2 separate regions of the Sus scrofa genome follow, and region 2 is linked to region 1. The links are chromatin contacts, called in public Hi-C maps. All regions are on one chromosome and are shown on one strand. The core of a region is the stretch at or near the end of the contact, and the rest is flanking DNA. Distances in the headings are between cores, read along the strand shown.

Evidence for each region. Hi-C and Micro-C count contacts between places; a contact is called where the count stands out from the background.
Region 2: a contact with region 1 is called in a Hi-C map of skeletal muscle, with 2.8 times the contacts expected there. The contact joins the promoter of CMIP here to the enhancer-like site in region 1. A contact is called at or near these places in 2 of 5 promoter capture datasets (both in liver), 8 of 47 Hi-C or Micro-C datasets (blood, liver, mesenteric adipose tissue and 1 more) and 1 of 2 datasets of contacts at active chromatin or transcription factors (alveolar macrophages).

The regions. Positions count from the first base shown.
Region 1 is chr6:6,799,250-6,805,242 of Sscrofa11.1, reverse strand. All of the region lies in intron 1 of CMIP (C-Maf-inducing protein), which reads left to right. Among named protein-coding and RNA genes, the nearest start is that of CMIP, 80 kb to the left of the region's middle. Within about 2 kb of position 3,867, at least 6 of the 83 cell types and tissues checked have an H3K27ac peak or open chromatin away from gene starts, as enhancers often do. A contact at or near this core is called in skeletal muscle, where this site is marked.
Region 2 is chr6:6,878,217-6,884,209 of Sscrofa11.1, reverse strand. It overlaps CMIP (C-Maf-inducing protein), which reads left to right and starts at 2,336. Exons shown (of 21, transcript XM_021093761.1): 1 at 2,336-2,892. The coding sequence starts at 2,596.

The DNA of each region.
Region 1 (5,993 bases), core at 2,618-5,117:
CTGCTTTAAAATATCACTGTGTTGGAAGTTTCTGTTGTGGTTCAGTCTGTTAAGAATCAGACTAGTATCCATGAGGATGCGGGTTTGATCCCTGGCCTTGCTTAGTGGGTTAAGGATCCATCATTGCCGTGAGCTATGGTGTAGGTCACGGACTCTGCTGGAATCCCGTGTTGCTGTGGCTGTGGCGTAGGCTGGCAGCTGCAGCTCCGATGGGACCCCTAGCCTGGGAACTTCCATATGCTGCAGGTGTGGCCCTAAAAAGCAAAAAAAAAAAAAAAAGAGAGAGAGAGAAAGCAATGTTAATCTGTGCCTCAGTTTCACCATCTGTAAAATGGGAGGTGCTGGGGAGGTGATCACACCTACTGCAGAGGTCACTGTTGGTCCTGTTTCTCCCTTGGCTTCCTGCCCTGAATTCCAGTCTCCTCAACTGAAGGTCGTCACTTAGGTGCCTGTCCTGTGTCAGCTCCAGGACTTCATTTCAGATGAACCATAAAGACCGGGAGACTGGCTGCACAACAATGGAAATACACTTAGCCCCACTGAACTATACACTTAAAAATGGTTACGATGATGGAGTTCCCGTCGTGGCTCAGTGGTTAAGGAATCCGACCAGGAACCATGAGGTTGCAGGTTCGATCCCTGGCCTCGCTCAGTGGGTTAAGGATCCGGCACTCCCTTGAGCTGTGGTGTAGGTCACAGACGTGGCTCGGATCCCACGTTGCTGTGGCTGTGGTGTAGGCCGGTGGCTACAGCTCTGATTAGACCTCTAGCCTGGGAACCTCCATAAGCCGCGGGGTACAGCTCAAGAAATGGCAAAAAAAGAAAAAAAAATGGTTACAATGGTGCATTTTATATTATGTGTATTTTGCCACAATTGGGGGAAAAAAAGAAGATGAACTGTAAGGGGATTGTCTAATCTTCAAGATCAAGTTACACTGTCCCGGAGTTAATGACTGGTGAGAAAGGCACCAGGTCGTACCCTGGGGCTTCTGTGTTGCAAAACTCTTGCCCTAAGGCATGGAAAATGAATAAAGAGGAATAGCTGTTAGAAAACAGCATACAAATTTTTATGTATTTGGAAAAATATGTTAAAACATGCAGGGGTTTAGACAAAGAGTAAAAAAAAAAAGCCGCAAGTAACAGCATTTTTTGTTCTGGAGAGCAGAAAGCCTGACAATTTTCTTTTCCTATTTTTCTACACTTTGAATATCTTACATTCGTATTTCTTAATCATAAAAACAACTAGATGAAAACAATTAACTTTTATCTGTTCCTCGTGCTCTAGCTCCTCCCTGTGTAAGGTGTCCTTTGAGCCCAGTTTTATTTTGTGTCTGTAGACTGCTTTGTCTCTGCGACAGCACTGCCCGCTTCCCGTGGAAGGGCATGTCAGCCCTCTTCCGTCCTGAGCTTACTATTAAATCCAGCCTCAGAATCCTTCTCAACACACTGCACAGGTGGTCCCAGCCAAAGACACACACCCGCTGTCCCTAATTACCTGCCATCCTTTCCTGGCATTCGCGCCCACCCCCCAAAGCAAGTGCAGGATTCTGGGGGAGACAGACAGGCGGATATTTATTCCTGGTCCCACGTTGGGGTTCGAGGCAGAGGCTCGAGCTTCAGCAGCCTCACTTGGGACTGACCATCTCTCACGTTTCTCACCCTCTCCCTTCGGCCAAAACCTCACTCCTGACTTAGTTCCAAATCAACATACCTCGTTCCAAGTCAAAGAACCACCAAGCAGACATGCACCTGCCGGCCTACACCACAGCCACAGCCACGCCAGATCCAAGCCTCATCTGCCATCTATACCACCTCTCACGGCCACGCCGGATCCTTAACCCACTGAGCGAGGCTTGGGATCAAACCCGCAACCTCATGGTTCCTAGTCGGATTTGTTTCCTGCTGCGCCGTGCCGGGAACTCCTGCTTTTTCTTTTTTTGATAAATGTTATTGAAACACACATTCAGAAATATGCACAGATCCTTGTAGCTCCGCAAATTTTTGCAACTAAACACATGTGTAGCCAGCCTGCCCCATGTCCTCAACCCCCGGGGGTAACCGCTCTCCTGATGTCCATTAGTGCCCCGAGCTTCATACCCAGGCATTGAGCTGGTTTGGTGACCTGTGAGTACCTGACATTTGGGTGACTTATACAAGCAACTCTCTGGGGGCCTAGGAGCCAGTCAGGGGCAGACCTGGGGTGCAGACTCGGGTCTGCTCCACTGTTCTGTCTTTCAGGGGACGCATGGGAGTGCTGGCCGGCCTGGGATCGGGGGGGATCCCCAGAAATAAAGTTGGATAGAAATGGCCAGATCGGTGTTTCACGAAAGTTGACCGAGAGACGCTGGGGTGGTGAGAGTGCCTGGGGGGAGCAGAGGGCAAAGGTCAACCAAAGGACGGATTGGGGAGCCTGGAGCCTGGAGCAGAGGGTGGGTGTGGGAGTCTGGGTGCTTCGGGGGCAAAGAGATCAGGTGTTCTGGATCGAACGGTAACAGTAAGACCTTTTTTGAAAAAGGATTTTATTCAGAGTGGTTGCTTTTTAATGATGCTGTCTGCCTTTCCTGCTAAACCTGTTTCATCTCTAGCCATCCCACATTAATAGCTATTTTGTTCATTTAAAGCATTCTTAAACGAAAGCTATTACAGATTTTCTACTGCTGCTGAAGAGAATTCAGCCTGGGCTCTGCCATGAAAATATCATGGAAAACATGGTCGAGGTGTGGCGGCTGTGATCTGGTTTAATAAACACGGTGCTCTATAAACTACTTTAGTAAATTAAGAAGTCACCCTCCTGGAATGTGAATAGCAGTAATGATTGACATGTGCCAGGGGGTTGCCCTGCGCTGGACGCCATGCTTGGCACATTCCACCCTTGGTTGCGTCCCCGCCACAACCTTGTGAGGCAGGTACCACTGTTGTGCCCATTTTCAGATGAGAAAACTGAGACCTGGCAGGTGAGATGACTGCCCCTCGATCAGGTGTCTAGAAGGAGGAGCAGCGGGACTGGGGAGGTCAGTCGCACCATTCCCTGTGTCCTGCCCTCCGAACCTGGGGAGTCAGCGATGGGGTGTCCCGCTTCCAGGAGCCTGAGGTACCATAAACCCTGACCACGAGCGGTTGTTGGGACCAAGTGGAAACACGGTCGAAACCCGCGTCATCAGTGAATGGGCGGTGGGTCAGCTCGAGTGGTTTTGGTGGATTGGCTTGAGGCTGGCGCGCATCTCCGTATTCTTACTTCATAAACTGAGTAAGTTGATAACTGCAATTTAAGAAGAGCCTGGTTTTGGAAGGAAGTTGATTTGATTACCGTTTTAGACGACTTTCTTGGTCTGGGCTTGATCCTGTGGATTTCTCTTGGTTTCAGTAATTTCGGGGTGGTGATCTGCCCCCTGCCAAGTCCCACTGACGTTCCGTGCACCCCAAAGAATGTGCGCGAACAGCCTCGTTCCAAGAAAACAGAGCAAGGCAGAAGTAGCATATGGCATCTCCAAGCTAAGGCTGGGTTATGGTCTCGGACAATGATGCGGTTTTTTTTCTTTGTTCACAGGCAAGTTGATTTCTTCTAAGATCATTAATTTTATCCACATCCAGTGGAAATTGTGTTTGTCGTAAATTAAAGCAAAAGTAATGGCGTCCATCTGTTTTTGGAAACCTTAATCTATTAAAGCTGATATAATCAGTCTGTTTACAAGTTCATGGGTCGGAACAACAGTGTTTGTATGCATACCCACAGGAAACGCGATTAGATGGTGCAGAGGAAGAGCACACACCGACAACATGACCGCCCCGAATTCAGGCCGCCTAGATTGCTCGTTCCTTCAAATGTCGTATTAGCTGGGGAGATCCCTTTTGTGACGCAGAGCCTTCCAGCAAACAGTTGGGTGTAGCCGCCTGGAAGAAAGAAGTGCCTGCAGCGGGGCTCTTCCAAGCAGGCGGCTCGAGTACACGGGAAAACATTTTGGGACTGTTTCCATGAGCCCAGCAGTCTGAGGATTTGTGCGGAACCCTAGGGGCTTTAACCAGGCCTTTTTTTTAAAAAAAAGAAACAAACAAACAAACAGAAAAACTAGGGCTTTAACCAGGCGTCCTTGGGGGTTGGTGATGATGGGCGAGGGCAGCTGCCAAGGGTCTAGCTGTTGGGAATGGGGTGGGGCTGACGTGTGTGTGTGTGTGTGTCCCACAGTGATGGAGGAAAATGAAGGCCCTTCAGGAAGCACAGGCTGCAAAAATCTGTTTTTGTTTGGGCGGGGAAGGCACATGCGCGATGCAGTGGCGCTGGCCTGCTCACCAGTCCTGGATGGCTTCCCCCAGTGCAGTTAGGAAATCTTCCCAAGTCCTGACCTGGGCCTCGAGGCTGCTGGGCTTCCATCGGGACCTGCCTCTGTCTCCTTGTCACCGTCCTGGAGTTCCCTTCCCCGGCTGCGGCCCGGGAGTCCTTGGCTCAGCCGGGCTGGCCTCTGACCCCCTGAGTGCACCCCATCCTCTTTGCAAAGACCAGTCCTCTCACCCTCCCTCCCGAGTCCCCTCCAGTCCTCAGCGGCAGTGTCCCCTCCCCAGGGGATTGTCACCATCCTCCAGGACAGCCTCCCCATTGCCAGGACACGGTGGGAGAGTCTCTCTGGGGGCTCTAGAGCGCGAACACAGCTCCCGTGAAATAAGGTGTCCGTTGGTGGTTTTGTGTCCCTGTGTGCTGGGACACGATCCCCACGGTCCCAGCCAGCCCCCAGCTCCGAGCTTCATGTGCCCGAGGGCCGCCGTCACCGGGGGATGCGTGATGGAGACAGACGTGTGCGGAGAATGGGGCTGGAAGTAATTGTCTGATGTGCAGAATCGCCTCAGCCACCTTGAAAGCTGCCTTTGAGGGCTGCTCTGTGACTGTCGCACACACAGCCTATCCGGCTAAACAGAGGGCGGAATCAAGGGCCAGGAGCCGGCGGTCACCGTGGCAGCCTAGCGTGAACGCTGACCTAGTGTCTGGTCAGAACACACTGGTTGGATGAGTCCACCGACTGGTCCCAGCCCGCCCATTGCAGATCCCCGGCCCGTGAATGCCTCTGAGCCCACCCCTCGCTTGTTCACCCCGGCTGAGAGGCAGACAGCTGCTTCTTTGAAGCCAGTACAATGTTTCTTATTTGGAGTGCTATTTTAATTTTTTTTAAAGCTTCATACGTATCAGGTTCTGGGCTTATGTGTTTCATGTGCTCTGCTCTTCTGTCACATCTTGTTGATTTCAAAAACAGCTCAATTTTATACTTTATGTGACTCTTCTTCTTGTGAAAAATCGATTCCTTATAGCAAAGTGTGACGTTCCCCTTCTTCTGCCACAAACCCGGTTCGTACCCCATGTCCCATCCCTCCAGGCTTTTCTGTGTATTTACATTTAAACAGATAGTTTTATGGAACGTGTATAAACCTAAGGGAATCAGATCGTGTGCTGCTTGGGTGCAGTTTGCCTCTTCTCCTACTGAGACCTTGTGGGGATGTGTTGGTGCTGGTTGGCTAAAGGCAGATGAACTGTGCTAACTGGACTCGCTCCTCTGAATGTCAATGGCAGGGGACTCTTTTAGCAGATTGGCTGGATGGTGACCCGTCTGTGAGTCCCGGCGGCTGACGCTCGGCCCGTAGGCGGCTCTGGGAAACCCCAGTGCTTTTCTTCTGGTGAGTTGTGTTGTGTGTTTCCAAGAGCCAGTGTGTCTGTTCCCATAGCCGATCCTGCTGGTTATAGGAGTTACAGTAATGACACAATTTGCTTGAAGATCTCAGATGAAACGTGAGTGTGAAAAGAGAGTGGCTGTTTTACCAAAACCGAATGGAATGCTTGAGAGTCTCCGTCAGTCAAACAATAGCTGTTGTGGGTGAGAGAGCCTTAAAGGAGTGAGAAAAAGCCATACTGACGCGATGGCCTTGCGAAGGTCTTTAAAGAAACAGGAATTGCCAGCTGTCAACTGCAGGTCGCATGGGGTGTGTGGGACAGAGGCCGTGGGGCCTTCAGT
Region 2 (5,993 bases), core at 1,087-3,586, 80 kb before region 1:
TCTGTTCCTGCAGTCCCAAACACAGCATGGTCATTGTCTTTACAGTGTCTTAGACTCTGAGCTCTGTACCTGGGCTCAATCCTGACCAGCTAAGCGAGCCTGGCAGCCTCTCTACACGCTCACCTGCAAGAGAGGAGGATGATGGCACCTGTGTCACAAGGTTGTTGTGAGAAGGAAAAGAAGTGTGTGCGTGTGTGCACCACTCAGCACACAGGGAGTACTTACAAGGCTGGGAAGTGCAACTGGCCAACAGCAGGAGCCCGATAAAGGTTTGAACAACTGACTGAACTCCTTAATGGCGTGGCCTGGGGGTCTTGATGACAACCCCCCACAGCCACATCTGTGTCACGAGGTGGGGGCTCGGGCTTGACTCTTTCTTTTTTCTTTTTTGCTTTTTAGGGACCCATGCAAGGAATATGGAAGTTCTCAGGCTAGGGGTTGAATGGGAGCTGTAGCTGTCAACCCACGCCACAGCCACAGCAACATAGGATCTGAGCTGTGTCTGTGACCTACACCACAACTCATGGCAATGCCGGATCCTTAACCCACTGAGAGAGGCTAGGGCTCGAACCTGCAACCTCAGGGTTACTAGTTGGATTCATTTCTGCTGCGCCAGAATGGGAACTCCCGGACTTGACTCCTTCTTGCTTGATGGTTTTTTTCCCAAGCCATTGAGATTCAGAACTTAAAGAACAGAATTCACCAGCAGGTTGTAGGGAGTCAGCAAATTCACCATTTTCTCACCTAATGGTGCCCCCCCAGTGCTCAGGAGGAGACAAGAGCTCTGCCCATCTCCTGGGCAGACTGGAGGTGAGTCTTATCTGGTGAGGGATGTATGCTGGGCCTGCCTTCCACTGGGGAACCAACTGGGGCCAGGCTCAGGAGAGAGACTTCTGGGGAGCCCTCATGTGTCTACACAATCGCCACTGTAGGGCTGCCATGGACTAACTTCAGCACTCACGATGCAAGTGAACGCATGCTCACACTCTCACATGTCCACTGTAGAGGCACCTTCACTTAACAGAAAGGCACAGATCTGGGGGCTTGAATGGTATGAACTGCAGACGTGTGCTGGCTGCGCTAAAGCCCCACCTGGGAGCTGAGACCTGGCTGGGTGGCTTCAGGTGCCATTCCTGATGGCAGAAAGGCAACATTTTTTGTTTCACAGCTGGAGTTCCCCAGTGACACCATGCATCAGTCCCCAAAGGTGCTTCCAATATGATTCTCTTACACTTCTGCACAGGGCCTGGGGGTACAGAAATGAATGACCTGGTCCTGGCCTGCGGGCAGAGGTAAAGAAGCTGGAGTTGCCGGGGTGCAGGTGGGTGGGGAGCGGGTACCTCTGGGGAGGGATTTTTTTCCCCCCCGCTAGGTTCCTATTAGGAACTAATCAGAATCCAGCAGCAGAAGGCAGGAGGGGTGCTGGGGAGCCTGTCCCCTCCACCCTGGGTGGCTTCAGGACCCCAAGGGCCAAGGGCAGGAGGACATCTGTAAATGATCAGGAAGCCTGCAGAGTCCCACAGGCTGAGCCAGGGCAGTGTGGCTCATTATCTGGATAACTGATGGGACATTTTCAATTCGAGGAAACATCTCTGTCTTGTGGCGCCATCTGGCCAGTCAGGTGAACAGCCTGAGCTGAAGGGGGAGTGGGTGCAGAGGTCAAGCCGTCCTGCCCACACCCCTCCCTCCCGGCCGGGTCCCTCGGGGTTGCACCTGGCCGCACCTCCGCCATCCGCGTGGACAGGTTTCGGGACGCTGGCCTTTCGAATCCCGGCCGGCCGCGGCGAGTCCCTGGATCCGTCCGGCCCGCGGGCCGCGGGGCTCGGCACCCGCCTGGGCACCGGCGGGGGCGCGGCTGGGCGTGACGTCACGCGCCCCGCCCCCGCGGCCCCCGCCCACTCCCCAGGTTCCGGGCAGGGCGGTTCGGTGCCTGCCGGGGCTCGCCCGCCCCAGCCCCCTCCCCGGGGGCCGCCCCCTCTCGTCGGGCCGCGCCTCGGCCCCTCGCGTCCCCGCCCGGCGGCGGACTCCGCCTGCTAGAGGCCGAAGCCGCGGCGGCCGCCGCCGTTGCCGCCATTGACGTCAGAGGGGCGGGCACATGACCCCGCGGGGACCAATCGCGCGGGCGCCGAGCGGCTTCTGCAATCTCTCAACTGAGCCGGCCCCCGCGGCCCCCGCCGCACACTCGCCCGCGGACGGCCGCCCAGACACACGTACTGTACACACGAGCGGGCGGCGGGGCCGAGACACGCCCGCCCGCGCGGCCCCCGCTCGCCGCCGCCGCCGCCGCCGCCGCCGGGCCCCCGGCCCCCCTCGGCCCCCCCGGCCCCCCGGCGCTGCCCCGCGTCCCCGCCCGCCCGTCCGCCGAGCCGGTCCGGCCGCCGCGAGCATGCACCCGACGAGCTAGGAGGAAGCCGGAGGAGCCCCGCAGGAAGGACCGAGCGCCGGCTGCCCGCCCGCCCGCCCGGGCCCCTCCCCTGCGGGGCGCCCCCAGCCCCACACCCCCCCACCTTCCTGGGGGGTGGGGGGGTGCGGGCCGCCGACCGCCCGGGACAGCCCGTCTCCCCGCCCCCGGCCCCCTCCCCGGCCCGGCAGGCCATGGATCTGACCAGCAGCTCGGGCGGCGGCGATCCTCGGCAGATTGAGGAGACCAAGCCGCTGCTGGGGGGCGACGTGCCGGCCCCCGAGGGCACGAAGATGGGCGCCGTGCCCTGCCGCCGGGCCCTTCTGCTGTGCAACGGGATGAGGTACAAACTGCTGCAGGAGGGCGACATCCAGGTCTGTGTCATCCGGCACCCGCGGACCTTTCTCAGCAAGATCCTCACCTCGAAATTCCTGAGGCGCTGGGAGCCGCACCACCTAACGCTGGCCGACAACAGCCTGGCGTCCGCCACGGTGAGTCGCTCTGCGCGGCGGCGCGCCTGCACCCCCGCACCTCCCCTCGGGGCCCGGGAGGCGCCCCCTCCCACCGGCTGCCCCCAGCCTGCCGCTGCACCTGGAGCCCGGGGCCTGCGGGGCGCCGGGGGTCGCCGTGGGGGGAGAGGCGGGGAGAACCGGGCGCCCCCCTCCGGGCCTGGGTTCCGGGCTGGATTGTGGAATCCGAAGTTCTGCCCAGCCGGCGGGCTCGGGGAGACCCTTCTAATTCTGGAGACGATCTGGCCCACCCCAGGCTGAACATTTGGGGACCTCCGGGCCCAGCGCTTGTGTTAATTACGGATGGGACCTTGGGACAGATCCGAAGCAGGGCCCTGAGGGTGGTGGGGGTTCCCTTTCTGAAAGCCCATCTGGATCTGCGCCCGAGGGGAAAACAAAACAACTCAAAAAAAAAAAAAAAAAAAAAGAGGAAAAAACCCAACAACCTCAAAACCCCAAAACCCAAAGAATTTCCAGAAGCCAGTTCCTTTCTTTGCTCTACCCGTCTTTTTCCTGCCCGGGCTGGCAGGCAAAACTGGGTGCTTCCCTTTCCGAAAAAAATTTCATTCGCCCATGGGGGGGGGAGGGGGCAGGGGTCCTGCGCTGTCTCCTCCCCATGGAGGGCCAGGGCGGTCAAGTTCTCTGTGCGGAAGCTGGCCTGTGGGGCTCAGGTCTTGCATTGTCTGTGAAGTGTTGTATACGTGTGTTTTGTTGCTGGCGGTTTTGTGTTGTTATTGCTATTGTTTTTAAGTATATGGCTGGGATTGGGTCAGCCGGAGGAGAGGGACAGAAGTCATTGATCTGTTTCTGAAACAGAAAATCTGCAAGGTGGAGAGCTGGGCTGTGGTGGGGTCGCAGCGGGGGAGGGTGGCGGGCAGGAGCCTGAACAGGATGCTTTGTGTTTTGAAACAAGGACAGTTGAAAGCACCAGCTCTGCTTGGGCCCAAGCCTTGCCGAGGGGGTCCTGTCCTCCTCGGAGGGGTGGCAGGTCTTCTCCAGGATGCACACTCCCCCCTCGGGCGACCGTGATCCTGTTTACTAAGCACAGTGGGGCAGGGGGTGGGGGGGAGGCGAATCCAACGCCTGCCCACACCTGTGCCAAGAAAACCCAGCCAGGAAACAGGGTGTCGCTTACATGGCATGTCACAAACGTGTAGCGTGTGCAGACATTTCCCCGGCATCCATGTTCCCTTGGCAGTGTGTCACAGGCCGTGACACATGCTCCAAGGAATGGGGAGGGGGGAAAAGTTAGCCGAAGAAAGCATACTCCTCGAAACAGCTCCCCCCCTCCCGAGAGCATTGAAGCACACGAGGACTTTTATTCTGAATTTTGAGTCCGACGTGCTCAGAACACCTATTTTTCTTTCCTGTGGGCACGTTGGTGCAGTCTGCAAAGACCGCTCTCTCGGGAAGGCTCGCTGGTTGCCATGAAGCGGTCCAGTCCCGGTTTCGGGCTCGTGCATGTTCTGAAGCCCATCCTGAGCCACAGGCCTTGGCATTCGGCTTTTCATTTGATGGAAGGAGAGCCTCGGAAAATTCGCCAGCACGCAGTGTTTCAGACCCGGGGATGAACTGTGTCCCCAGTAGTTCCCTGCCTGGGTCGACAGCCTCCATAGCTGGCTTCAGGATTTTTCCTGGCTGGGCAGTGGTGGTGGTAGTGGGGGGGCTTTCTTCTTCTTTCTGCCACCCCTCAAGATGAAGGGGAGATGGGGGGAGGGGGAAGAAAATGGTTGAGAGGCACCGTGACCTCCCTGGGAAGGACAGGCGGGCTCTCTCGGTGCTCCCCTGGGAGAAGCCGAGGCTGTGCTCCAGCCCATGGTTGGGGGAAGCCAGCTCGGGAGGCTCAAGCTCCCCCCCCCCGGTTTACCTCTGGTTGCTCAAGAGCTACCTACATGGGGGGCGGGGGGAGAAAGACTGAGGCCCTGCGCCAGCTCCTTAAGCAGCCAGGGGCCCCTGCACCACCTTCCCAGCTGAGGTGGGTGGCACCTTTGGAGCTTTGGCCTCACGGGAGAGGAGCTGTGATTTTCTGGGCTGGGGATCAAGGGCCATCCGTGGAACAAGATTGTGTCGGCAGAGCCTTGCTCTGGCGTTGGTTGGGAAATGTGGAAGGAGGAACTACGAGCAAGTGTCCGCTGGGCTGGCACAGGCCCCTTCCGCTGCCTGCTGTGGGCAACCCCCGTGGGCTGGGCACAGGGGATGGGGGGGGTCTTTCAATCCCGCCGTGGGGGGCTCTGGTGGGGCGCCAGGTTCCCCATGCTGGGGGCCTGTGAACCTGGAAGGGGGCTGCTGAGATGGGCCCAGCCCAGGCTGTGGCCCTGCGAGGTGGGGCTGGCACTGCCACTGGGGACCTTGCCCGGTCAGGAGACACCTGGTTGTTGGCGTCCAGGCCCCGGGGGAAGCAGAGCAGCCCCCTGAGGGGTTTCCCTGAGGCCTGAGCATTATGTAATCTGTCTGCGCTTTAGAGCGTGGCCCAACCCAAGCACTCGATTGAGAAATATTAGCCCAAATGAAACACAGGTGAATTTGCGTGCAGTTTGCTACAACCGAACGCCCCACGTGGCCCCGCCTCGAGCTGCCGATGTGTCAGGTGTGTGGTGTTGGTCGCAGCCGTCTGTAAGATGCCCATCGTTCTTTTACTTAGCCGTCTACACAGCCCTTCTCAGACCCATCTGGTAATTATGTGGTTAATTGTGTGGGCTTCAGGCACAAGACTCAGAGTGATTGATCTGGATTCAAACCAATAAACAAACCACATTCACTCTTAAAGTCTGTCTACACTGATCCAATTAGCTGGATGGTGGTCAGAGTTACAGACCAGGCTGCCAGGACCACAGCTGTACCAGGCCCTGGTGGAGGCGTCCTGGGGGGGGCGTGGGGGTGGCGGCGTTCATCCCACCTGGCAGGCGGCTCCAGCTGGGGCCACCCCTCAGGTGGACAGACCTCCATCCCTGCTGGGGAGATGAATGCAGCCTGGGGCCCCGGGGGCCGGAAGCCTCACCCCCTGCCCTGGCTGTAAACTTTGCCTCCTGTGGGGTCAGGTTGGAGCTTGCCCCTGGCCTATCTGCTGGGCCAGTTACTCATTA